3 separate regions of the Danio rerio genome follow, and regions 2 and 3 are each linked to region 1. Evidence: chromatin contacts called from public Hi-C and Micro-C data. All regions are on one chromosome and are shown on one strand. The core of a region is the stretch at or near the end of the contact, and the rest is flanking DNA. Distances in the headings are between cores, read along the strand shown.

Region 1 (4,048 bases), core at 716-3,215:
TGAGATGTCAGAATTAAAAAAAAAAAAGTTTGAGATTTAACCACATAGTTGTATTAATTAGACCTTAGGCTGTAAGAAATGAATGTTGGTGAAGCTCCTGCACTATTTATAAATAAATTGCAAGTAGACAAGCAGTAAACAAACCTAAAATTGTGTCAACCCTGTCACGGACAAATTTAAAGTATATTTTCATTGCAGTAGGATTAAAGTATATTTTCAGAAAGTAACAGTGTCTCTTTACCAACCTAACTTTTTAGATTATCGAAAAAGTCTATTTATATTATTGAAATAATGGACAAACATTTATTTCCAATAAAATATGCAATCGTTGCATGATCCATTCAAAATAAATCCCAAGATCAAAAATATTTTGTTAAACTTTCAATCAATATTAACTGGCCCTTACTGGTTAATTAAGAAATCACACGAGATGTTTTGCTTAGTTTATATGGAATTATTAGCCCCCCTGAATTAATAATGCCCTGTTTATCCCCCCCCCCCTCTTTCTGTTTAATGGAGAGTAGATTTCAACACATAATTGTAATAAAAAATAGTAGTGCCTAATAGTAATAAAAGCATCTTAGTTTAAATAACTAATTTCTAATATCTGATTTATTTTATCTTGGCCATGATGACAGTAAATAACATTTGACTAGATATTTTTCTTCTATACAGCTTAAAGTGACATTAAAAGGCTTAACTAGGTTAATCAGGTTAACTTGACAGGAAGGTAATTAGGCAAGTTATTGCATTACAATGGTTTGTTCTGTAGACTATCAGAAAAATGTAGCTTAAATGGGCAAATAACTTTAAAATGTTTTAAAAAAAATTTTTTAAACTGCTTTTATTCTAGTCGAAATAAAACAAGTAAGACTTTCTCCATACATAAAAAAATAAATTCAGGCTATGACTGAACATGGAGGATGGTCACATGTGGCGTTCTCCAAAATAAAATGGATCTATAGATATGTGTGCTTGTATATTTATAACCAACTCAGAGGATAGTGGGGGTCACGAGTCACTGGCATTGTTATTTTAAGGGATACAGGCTGAAAAGTTAGGAAAAGTAACACAGATCCTTCTCTATTTATTACACAGTTACTGTAAACATTATTGTGCCCTTTTGGGGTGATTAGTTCTGCAGCATAATAGATTTACAACACATATACCACACACTTAAGACAAGCATTAAGCAGCATTACCAGTAGGCTACTAAAAACAGCAACTCTTCCCAATAAAATTCAGCAAGTCAATCGCAAAAAAAAAAAAAAAATGAAAATGGGCTTTTTTTAACACCTGAATTTCATACAAATAGAATAACCCTGGCACTTTTACCCTTAATACTTTGCTGAAGGTATTTAAAACAGACAGTGGGTTCTTCTGTTTTACTTTTAAAGAAGCAAATCAACAAATCAATGAAAAGGTTTAAATGGATTCTATATAGGCCTTAAAATGCCACCATCAGAGTCCTATGCAGGGGCGTTGCTAGGTCCAATTTACTGGGGCTCGGCATGTGCACGTGAAGAAAGGTGCTTATGTCTAGCAACACCCCTGGTCCTATCAATAGTAAACTTCACAAATTTTCACAGACAATAAAGTCTTTGTTGGCCTGTCCTGCCCTTTCAGTATTTTCATCAAAATTTAATTTAATATCAATAATAGCACTTATATAGGCCTAATTCAATCAGATGGTTAACCATAGTACCTAAAACTACTTCCTGCCTCCGCTGCAGCTCAGTACACATGTCTTGTTTTCTCTGTGTTCTGTGTGTACACAAACACACCTCTTGAAATAATCCTATGTTCAGAAAAGAAGTAAAGCTTGACTAGTTCTGGTGATATTCATGAACTCAGTTTCTTTTCTTAGGATTTCCTGCCCCCTAATGGACAAGTATGCATACAGCGATCAGAAAAAAAAAGGAAAAAAGGACTGTTTCTTCTACTTTGGTTGCTATAACATTACAACAGGAAGTGGAACTAAGCTATGTAACTAACCGCTAAAGGTGGATAGTCAACATTCTGCTCCGTTACAAGTGAGTATAAACACCTTAATCTAGCTATGTTGTAGGACAAAGCTACAAAAGCGCTTTTGTTTTAGAACGGCAGGACTGAACTTGTTCTGTTTTAATAAATGTGTAATCGTAATGCTTCTTGTGAATTGACGGTTAAGATGATCTCTTCTTCAGTCCTTTAGTCATCATGGTAGACAGGAGTCCATCTATCGTGGTTGTCGGTGCAGGTGTGGCAGGACTCGCCGCTGCCAAGAAGCTGAAAGAATATGGATTTAATGACGTCACTGTGCTGGAAGCCGCCGAAAATGTTGGAGGAAGAGTAGCTACTGCAACTCTGGGTAAATACATCATAACCTGTTCAGGTTTCTGCAAAGTTCGTCACTTTTTAATCAAAATATTAAAGTTGGAAACTATTCGCCACTGTCAATAAAGTTTAAAAAGGTTAAACTCTGTAAGAATATGATAGTCATTTAAAGAAAGAGTCCTTAACCCTTTAGCTGCCCCACCAAAAAAAACAAAAAAAAATTTTTTTTTGGATTGCATTTCTTAACTCCTTTGTTAATGTCTTGTATTGTCGCAAGTTGACACTCTCAATAACGTTACATATCTCATAATTTTTAAAATATCAACTTCTACCAAATGGTTGATAATATATGTTGGTTTATGGTAAAAGTACCAGATTTAGTACATGCACTATGAAAAAGCTGAAAATATGAAGTGTAAGACCAATTTATTTAAAACATAATCAAAATAAAACATTATTGAACGCTTAATCATCTTCATGTTTTGAAGTATGCCATGAACTATTTCAGATTCTCATTTAACATGTTTTCTTTTTTACAATAAACCATAATTAAGTGTAGAAGTGCAACAAGATGTTTGTTAGATTTTTTTGTAAACCAACAATGCTGTGTGTGTAAACCATTATTCAAAGTCATTCTTTAAATGACTAACAGTCATTATTTGAAATATAGTCAACCATTTGGTAGAGCAGGCAGTTAAAGGTTTAAGAAAATCAACCAAGGTTTTATTATGGTTAATGTAACAATCATTTTATTTATTCTAATTTATTTCTTAATTTATGTGTACTTTTATTATTATTGTTGTTGTTTCAATACCAACACTAAAAATCCTGGGTTGTCATAACCAAAATGTTATGGTCAAACTATGCATTGTTGTTGTTGTTTTCAATTAAATGTAAATGAAACCCAGTGGTTTGGTTTGTCCATATTTCACACAGCATTGGATTACCGCAACATTTTATTGTGTAATACCATTAGTAATAGCAGTAAAACCATATACCAATAATATTTCATTAAACATTGCACATGAGGATGAGAATTTTTGTAAACATTAATTGCAAGTTTTAGTAGTAATGACTAAATTACTATCAGAAAACCAAAAACCAACTACAAGCATCAAATAAGTATCTTTTAATGTATTACATAATGTATATTATGTAAGTGTTTACAATATTGTGTACAGTTGAAGTCAGAATTATTAGCCCCCCTGTTAATTTTTTCCCAATTTTCTTTTTAACAGAGTAAACATGTAAACTAAACATGTTAGTTTTAATAACTCATTTCTAATAACTGATTTATTTTATCTTTGCCATGATGAAAGTAAATAATATTTTACTACATTTTTTTCAAAACACCTTTATACAGCTTAATGTGACATTTAAAAGGTTTACTGGGTTAGGTTAACTAGGCAGTTTAGAGTAATTAGGCAAGTTATTGTATAGCAATGGTTTGTTTTGTAGACTATCGAAAAAATATATAGCTTAAAGGGGCTAATAATTTTGACCTTAAAATGTTTTTTAAAAAATTAAAAACTGCTTTTATTCTAGCCAAAATAAAACAAATAAGACTCTGTGAAAATTTCCTTTCTCTGTTAAACATCATTTGGGAAATATATAAATAAAAAATCAAAAAAATCAAAGGTGGCCTAATAATTCCGTCTTCAACTATAAGTGTTTGTTGCACTAATCAAACATATTCGTTATATAACTGTTATGCAAATTCATATTTTGAAGA
Region 2 (4,048 bases), core at 434-2,933, 250 kb before region 1:
TTATACAATTATTTTAATAGAATTATTTTATTATTTTATAGAATTAAAAAAATTTTCATTCATTCATTTTCCTTCAGCTCAGTCCCTGATTTATCGGGGTCGCCACAGCGGAATGAACCATCCGTTACTCTGGCATATGGTTTATGCTGCGGATGTCCTTCCAACAATAAAAAAGTTTTTGTGTTATTTATTTATTTTTAAATCGAATTAATGCCAAGTGACAGTGGGTAGTGTTGTTGCCTCACAGCAAGAAGTTTGCTGGGCCATTTGACAATTCTGTGTGGAGTTTGCATGTTCTCTCCGTGTTGGCGTAGGTTTCCTCCAGGTGCTCTATTTTCCCCCGCAGTCCAAAGACATGCGCTATAGGTGAATTGGCTATGCTAAATTGGCCGTATTGTATGAATGTGAACGAGAGTGTATGAATGTTTCCCAGTAATGGGTTGTAGCTGGAAGGGCATCTGCTGTGTAAAACATATGCTGGATAAGTTGGTGGTTCATTCCACTGTGGTGATCCTTGATGAAGAAAGGGACTAAGCCGAAGGAAAATTAATGAAGTAATGCAGCCTTGATGTCATACTTTTAATCAGTAGTAAATTGCACATTTTGTAATTAATTTAGGCTACATTTTATTTGCAAATACTTCAAATAATCCTGCCATTTATCCCGTTTTATCTTCACAAAGATATTCTGCACTTTTCTGTCATAAAATGTATAATTCATTAAATTATTAAAACAGAATAGTAGTATATCTTTGTAAACCGCATAACAGACCTACAGTGTGGGTTATGCATTAATGCGAGTTACGTAATAATATTACTTCTCCAAGTAACGAGTAATGCATTACTTTTAAAAATATAATTCAAGTTACTTTTTAGTTTAATAAATCAGCTTTTAAAAAATTATGTTGCTGAATTAAAATTAACCTATTTACCTTGAATCACTCAATGAGAAAATGCAGGAACAGACAGAAAGGAAGATAGCAGAGCCTTACATTTCTGCAATGGAAGTATTCATATTATTCTGAACACATTGAAGAAACGAAAAAGTGTCTTTACCCAGACATTCAGAGCAATAACTACAATGCCATCAAACCGTGATATTTTATCCAGGTTATTGTCACAATCTTATACCGGACCATGCCTCCTCAAAAGTAAACATAATGCATACTTACCATGAAAAATAACATTGAGGTAAAGTTGGCTTTATATTCACACATTCAGAATTTCTCCTTAATAAAATATTTTCAGAAAAGTATTCTTTGACGACACTGAATTGTGAAATTATATTAGCAGCCAATGATCAAAGTACAACATTGTTCACAGTCAAATAAATAGTGCTGTTGTTTTGAAGTCATACTTACATGTCAATTCAGACCAAATATTTAAAGTACCATGGTAAATAATATAGGGACTGTGTCGCAAGTTGTCACTGAACGAATGTGAGAATATAACACCAACTTTACCTCAGTAAAACTAACGCACCTTTTTTGGGAGTAACTCAATTTTGTAATGCGTTACTTTCAAAAGTAACATTCCCCAACACGGTATATCTATCAAACTCCTGCTGATTTAAGCGATGTAAAAATCTGGTTGTAAAATATGTGCTTTATTCTAGAAGATTGTTAGATATCCAAGATCTCTACGCACAAGATGTGGCGGATAGGAGGCGCTGTTGGACACAGACACATCCCTCCATTTCCCCGCGGCAGAGGCGCATTGTGTGTGTCGGAAATGGGAAAACCCTGAGCCGTGAGGTTGTCGCTGCTGGCTTCACTGGAGACTATAGAGAGTTACACGACGGCAGAGAGAGGGAAGAACAAGCAACCCTGGAGTTTTAAGCGGAGGAGACGTTAGTTCTTGGAGTTTTTTTTCGCCATGAGCTGGGGAACGGATCTTTGGGTAAGCGCACTTTTCCCATTGCTCGTTCCGTGTGGCCTTTTGTTCACTCACAAACAAGTCGCTTTTTAGCATGACTTCAGTAAAGGTGCCCTAATCGGACTGTCTGTGAATTCTCGACGTGTCCCGCTGGTTTGCTCTGCCAGTACACCTTTACCGCTTGAAATAATGAGAGAGTTTGAGACATTGTAACATTTGAGAACGTAACTACCAAGTTTTAATTGTACCACGCGTGACGTTCCTTATTATTCCAGTGACATTCCTAATCAAGCCGCAATCTTCAGGTTTCACACCCAGTTTCGATGACTAAGGTGGGAAGAGATGATCCTCGTATATAACCGAGATCACATGTATATAGTCACAAACACAGCATTTTCTCCCAACATTATGTTTCAATTGTTTCTTATATTGTTGACAGCCAATGTAGAATATGGTGATAACAATATATAACATGGGATGAATGTTCCAATGTGCATATATGTGTTGGTTGGATTTATACTTCATTTTCTTTAACGGGTTTGGAGCATTGGCAACACTGCTGCAGTTTGATCCCTCGTCTTTTATTGTCTGGGCTTGAAGTCTGCCATGTTCCGCTGACAAAACTGGCCTGCTTGGTAATGAATATACGTATCGTTTGGGTATAAGCTGAAATTTCGGGAGACAATGAAGCCCGTCGAGTGTGTGAGGGTCTGTTACAGGGGTGTTGCCCTTCAGATTGGGCTACTGGACAAAAAGCAGAGCAGAGGAGAGGATGTGTGACTGAGTGAGGTAGTGCTTGAAATATCCCATGCGTCGTCGTATTGTAGTTCTTGTTTAGACAAGGTGGTTTAATCGATGCTTCAGTTTTAACTCTTATTACTGTGTACTTGAAGTACTAATTTGGTAAACATCAAGAGTAATGACTTACATTTTGTTGTTGTTGAGTTCTAGTGAGTGAGTGAGAGGTAAAGTTGGTTTTATATTCACACATTCAGACTTTCTCATTATTAATATAATTTCAGAAAAGGATTCTTTGCAAATACCAAATAGGGAAGTCATATTAGTACCAAACACATACAACATTGTTCACAGTCAAATACATAGTGCTGAATAAATAAATAGTTTTGAAGTCATGCTTGCGTGTGATTTCAGACTGAATATTCAAAGTACCATGGGAAACAATGCAGGGACCGTGTCACAGGCTACTGAACAAATGTGCGCTATAAAACCAACTTTACCTCTATGTGAGATGGAGAGTTCTGGTTTTGGAGTTTTTTTGACAGTATAACTTGTTTGTTCTTCCCTTTCTGAGCAATTCCAGTGTTGTGGAATTTGACATTTGCAGTAAAAACTCCAAACATAATTTGACTAGGAGAGTATATGTTAACATTATATTGGAACATCTGTTTCTATTTTCCAAAACAACTAACCACAGAGTTGAGGGATCAGACAAATATCAATTTGGAGTAAGGCTGGGCATGTAACGATATTATAAAAAAACGCAAAAAAAATTTATGTCAATAACAAGGATTAGCCCTGGACCTTTTTTTTTTACTCTATTAATCTGAGAGCCGATCACACAGCAGAAATGTGCAACAATAGGAATCTAAAAGTTTGTTGATATTAGATATGTATTGAATTTTTTAGCCACCGAAAATTTATCGGCCGAAAATGTAATGCCTTTCAATGGACCCCCTAATTTTTGTGGTGTTGTCATTGTTGGGGAACTCATTTAAATCTGGAAGCATTTACATCTTATATTGAAATATATATCATTATCGTTTAATATGGAAAATAATTATCGAGATAGCAATTTTGCTAAATCCCCCAGCCCTAATCTGTAAAAGTTTTTTATATTTTAAATGAGGAAAATAAACATGTTATGCAACAAAAGAAACAGTGCTAATCAAAAGGATGAAAGTTGCTCTCTATTGAACAAAAATAATTTATTTTATTTTACTTTACATTTGTGCATTTATGAGAGAAAAAGCTTGATTGTTGATGCGACATCTCACCGTTATGGACGTGACAGATGTGAAATTGCCACTTGTGTGACATTGGTAAATCAAATATAATTGTTTATAAATATTTATAGAGACATTTTTTGAGTATTTTTACAGTACAGTAAAATACAACGCTAAGCAAAAACTTGGAAAGGGTTTCGCTATTTTGGT
Region 3 (4,048 bases), core at 790-3,289, 170 kb before region 1:
GGATCATTCTTTTACTAATAGTTCATAAGGACAGTTCACCCAAAACGTCAAATTGACTTTTTTTCCCAATGTTTTTTTAAACCTTTTTTTTTTTTTTTTTGTTGAACACAAAAAATGCTTTTATTGGAGAATGTTACAAACTATTAGCCATTTACACCAATATTAGCAGAATACTATGGAAGTTAATGGCTACTACAAAGTTTTGGGTGAACTATCCATCACTGATTTGAAAACCATGTTAAGGTTTACTTCTGTAAAACCAAATGCCACGGTATTACCTGTTCCTCTTTTAGCTTCTACTTTATTGCCTTACTTTGTCTATGTTATTATATACTCTCATGATCTGAGCTAAAACTACAATAAGTCAAGTTTCAGCGTAGGCCTGCCATTCTGTGGCTAAAATCATCAGCCAAAAGACATTCACTTGACTGGTGTTGATGAGCGATTTGTTGTCTTTGTTCTTGCTGAATTGGCGTGACCTAACCTTAACCTCTCAGTGGTCTTTAAAGCTGGTAAGTGTAGTGTGTTTTGGACTGCTGTACTCTAGATATAAGGTTTGAGAATAGACTTTGTGTTTAGTTGTAGTATTCAGCCATAAAACCCCTTTACTCCTCTTGTCGTTCAGCTTCAAGATGTCTTTCTTACAGTGCGGCTTAAAGTTTATAAACTATCGTCTGAATTCCAGAATTGGAATGTATGCAAACATAAGGGCTCAGCGTTAAACTGTAGGAAAGACATCTCTCTTAAGAGTGACTGTTTATATAATGTGTGCTCAGACTGTGCCGGGATGTTTGTCAGTGCATCTTTGCCTCCAACCAATAACCTGTGTTTGTACAGGCGCCAACACTAGAGGATCTCAGCCACCTTCCCCCTGAACAGAGACGCAAAAAACTACAACAGCGGATCGATGAGCTGAATAAAGAACTGCAGAAGGAACAGGACCAAAGGTAGACAATGAAGACATTTTATTATGTAGCATAGTGTTTTTGTTCAGATTTGCTATCTTTGTAATTGTATTCTGTATGCTACTAACCATCAATACAGGAAAACGCATTCATTTTTTAATTTATTTAATTTGGTATTATCTAATACAAGATGTCTTTTAAAAATATTTTATATTAACTAATTTATGCATTATTTGCTTGTTCAATTGTACAACAATACATTTTTATTATACTTTTATAATTTTTTATAATACTATAAATTATTTTGATGATAAAATTACATTGTTTATTGTAATTGTAATATTTTTAAAATAAAAATAAATTAAACATTTTCAGTAATTATTTTATAAATTTACTTGCTTAATTTTAGATATTAACAAATTAAAATAGTATTTATTTATAGTTTGTTGTTTTTTCGGCATTGTCGTTGTTGTCCATTATTATTATTATATTATTAATAATATTATTATTGTTGTTGTTGTTGTTATTATTGTTATTATTGTTATTATTATTATTATTATTATTATTATTATTATTATTACTAGTAGTAGTAGTAATATTATTAGTTTTAGGAGTAGGAGTTTTAACCAATCAGATGCCAGAGAATTATGGATGAGGAGATTCCCACCAATGAGTAAAGAGTTTTAAGTGTCCATAAAATTGCTGTATAAATGTAAGGATTTATTATTATTATTAACAATTTATTTAAATATTTAATAAATCATTTAGTTTATTATTTAGTGTATTTAGTGTTCTTATTTTAATTATTGTGTTTATTTGTTTAGGTATATGTTGCCTTGCATGCTAAAGCAACATAACTTAACGTTTTTAAATTAGTGGGAGAAGAATAATATCTCAATATTCCATTTGTCTTTATTCCAGAGATGCTCTCAACAAAATGAAAGATGTCTATGAGAAGAATCCCCAGATGGGAGATCCTGGAAGTCTCCAGCCCAAGATATCAGAGACCATATGCAACATGGAGAAACTCCGCTCCGAGATCCATAAAAATGAGGTAACCTTCCCAGAGGAATGACTTATTGTTGAGGTCTCTAAAGGAAACGCGGCCTCCGCAAAAGTACATCTGGATAAATATGACATGAAACAACTGAAAGACGCTGTGTTGCAGCGCCACCTAGTGGAGGAAGAGTCATAATACAGAGTCTGTAGCAAGAAAATGTGTGTTTTTATCCACCTTATTCCTTTAATCAATGATGCTTTGAGTGAGTAACTTTTGTTGAAATGTAATCAGTTAGTTTAAGTGTTATAAAAACTATACATCGGTTGAATATTATGAGGAAATTAATAGATTTAACAAATTAGAACTTTAAGCAGACCCTGAATAATGTGAACAACAGTGTTGGATAAAGTTACTTTAAAGTAGTATATTACATCCTCCCCTAATAAGTCAGTGTTTATTTCTTTAGGTAACAAAATGTGTTACTTGGTACTTTTTAAGGAAAGTAATGAGAAAAATACATTTTATGTTATTTTTAGTTGTTTTTTTATTAAAGATAAGTTGAAGACTGCTTAAGATAACTTTAAGATTACTTTTAAAGTTAATTTTACCCAACACTAATACTGAATAACTTCCTGTTGCAGTTTTGCAAACATATTGAATATTACTGTACTCTATTAAGTACAGAGAGAAAATAATCTAGAAGAACAAAACGCACTAAAAACAAAAAAAGCTTTGGCCACAGATTTGTTTGTGATTCTAATGTCACTTTAAAACACCAAGTCTAACTTTATCCTAATTTCAGATACAAAAGCAAGTCACAAATCCAAATTGTTTTTCTGTTACACTGCCTGGTTTCCTAAACCATAAAGCAGCCCATAATTTGAAATGTCATGGCCATGTGGAAAAAAGTGGACTTTGGGTTTGTGATTTGTTGCACACAATAGTTGTTTCACTGTTGGTTTGTCTTTCTCGATCACAGAGCTGGTTAGCAGAGGTGGAAGGAAAGCATGGATCTCGAAGTGAGCGGCGGTCCAGTGCAGATGTAAACCATCACGCTCCGCACGGAAGAGAGAGGTCTGGGTTTCCTCACTACATTATCTGCATTCTCAACACAGATGGCCTGTCTAACACACACTCATTCCTTTTAGGAGTTACTGAATTGTTGTAAATCCATGTGCAGCAGAGTGCTTGAGCTATTCTTGCTGTTTGGATGGTTTGATCAAAATTACATTAAGTCAGTGCTCATTGTTTAGTCTAGGCATGTCATTTGGACATAGTTTATTTAATTACACTGAGGTCCTTTTGTGTTTTAAATAATCCCGTGAAACATCCACAATCAATCATAAACTCTTAATTCATAATAATTTAAATAATTAATAGAAATTAAACATTTAAGCATGTTCACATTAAATTGACCATAAAATATACAGATAATGATGGTAAAAAACATTTTAGTTTGAAATAAATGCTATTCTTTCCATTTTTTTCTCATACAATTGTTAAATATAAGGCTGTTGATCTGTTTGTAGCTTTTTAAATAAGAAATGTTTCTTGAGCACTAAGTTATCATATTACAATGATTTATGAATGAGAATGTGACGGTGTTACTGGAGACTACAGTCATATTCAGCTTTGCCATCACAGGAAAAAACTACATTTTTAAATACAGTACTGTGCAAAAGTTTTAGGCCAACATTAAATCTGTTGTTTGACTGATGATATAATGGTATAGTCATTAGTGTAAATTGTTTTCTCAATTGTTTTTAAAATTGAGATATATAGGGTAAATACATTTCTTTCAATTCTTTATGTTGATGTGTAGTGTAGGTGTTGGGTTAAATTTGAGTTTTGATTATTTTGGCTTAATTGTTTAAGACATGTGAAAGGCAGTGTTGGAGAGAGGCTGTTTGTCCTGCTTTGAGCTAAATTTCCACCAGTGTTGTTTGCAATATTGTCTGAACTGATGGAATTGTGAATGCTGAAAGTATTGTTGGGTTTTAATCCATTATGCCATTTCTTCTGGAAAGGACTTCAGTGGTTATAGTTTTCATTTTAGCATTTTATTTAATATTTTCAGTGTTATAATGATTCACTAATTGCTCTTAATTTTGCTTTCGAGAATGAAAACAGCTGATTAAACAGA

Evidence for each region. A called contact is a pair of places that touch in the nucleus more often than the background predicts.
Region 2: a contact with region 1 is called in a Micro-C map of caudal fin, with 2.8 times the contacts expected there. The contact joins the promoter of fnbp1l here to the promoter of paox1 in region 1. A contact is called at or near these places in 3 of 18 Hi-C or Micro-C datasets (caudal fin, embryo and an unstated tissue) and 1 of 4 datasets of contacts at active chromatin or transcription factors (embryo).
Region 3: a Hi-C map of embryo shows a contact between it and region 1, with 2.0 times the contacts expected there. The contact joins the enhancer-like site here to the promoter of paox1 in region 1. A contact is called at or near these places in 8 of 18 Hi-C or Micro-C datasets (caudal fin, embryo, fibroblasts and 2 more) and 1 of 4 datasets of contacts at active chromatin or transcription factors (caudal fin).

What each region holds. Positions count from the first base shown.
Region 1 is chr8:17,002,533-17,006,580 of GRCz12tu, forward strand. paox1 (polyamine oxidase (exo-N4-amino) 1) reads left to right here and starts at 1,966. Exons shown (of 8, transcript NM_001113603.1): 1 at 1,966-2,033; 2 at 2,187-2,350. The coding sequence starts at 2,200.
Region 2 is chr8:16,749,827-16,753,874 of GRCz12tu, forward strand. It overlaps fnbp1l (formin binding protein 1-like), which reads left to right and starts at 1,684. Exons shown (of 14, transcript NM_001003634.1): 1 at 1,684-1,898. The coding sequence starts at 1,875.
Region 3 is chr8:16,833,977-16,838,024 of GRCz12tu, forward strand. fnbp1l (formin binding protein 1-like) reads left to right here. Exons shown (of 14, transcript NM_001003634.1): 10 at 838-947; 11 at 1,827-1,959; 12 at 2,885-2,979. Among named protein-coding and RNA genes, the nearest start is that of fnbp1l, 84 kb to the left of the region's middle. Within about 2 kb of position 2,040, at least 8 of the 62 cell types and tissues checked have an H3K27ac peak or open chromatin away from gene starts, as enhancers often do.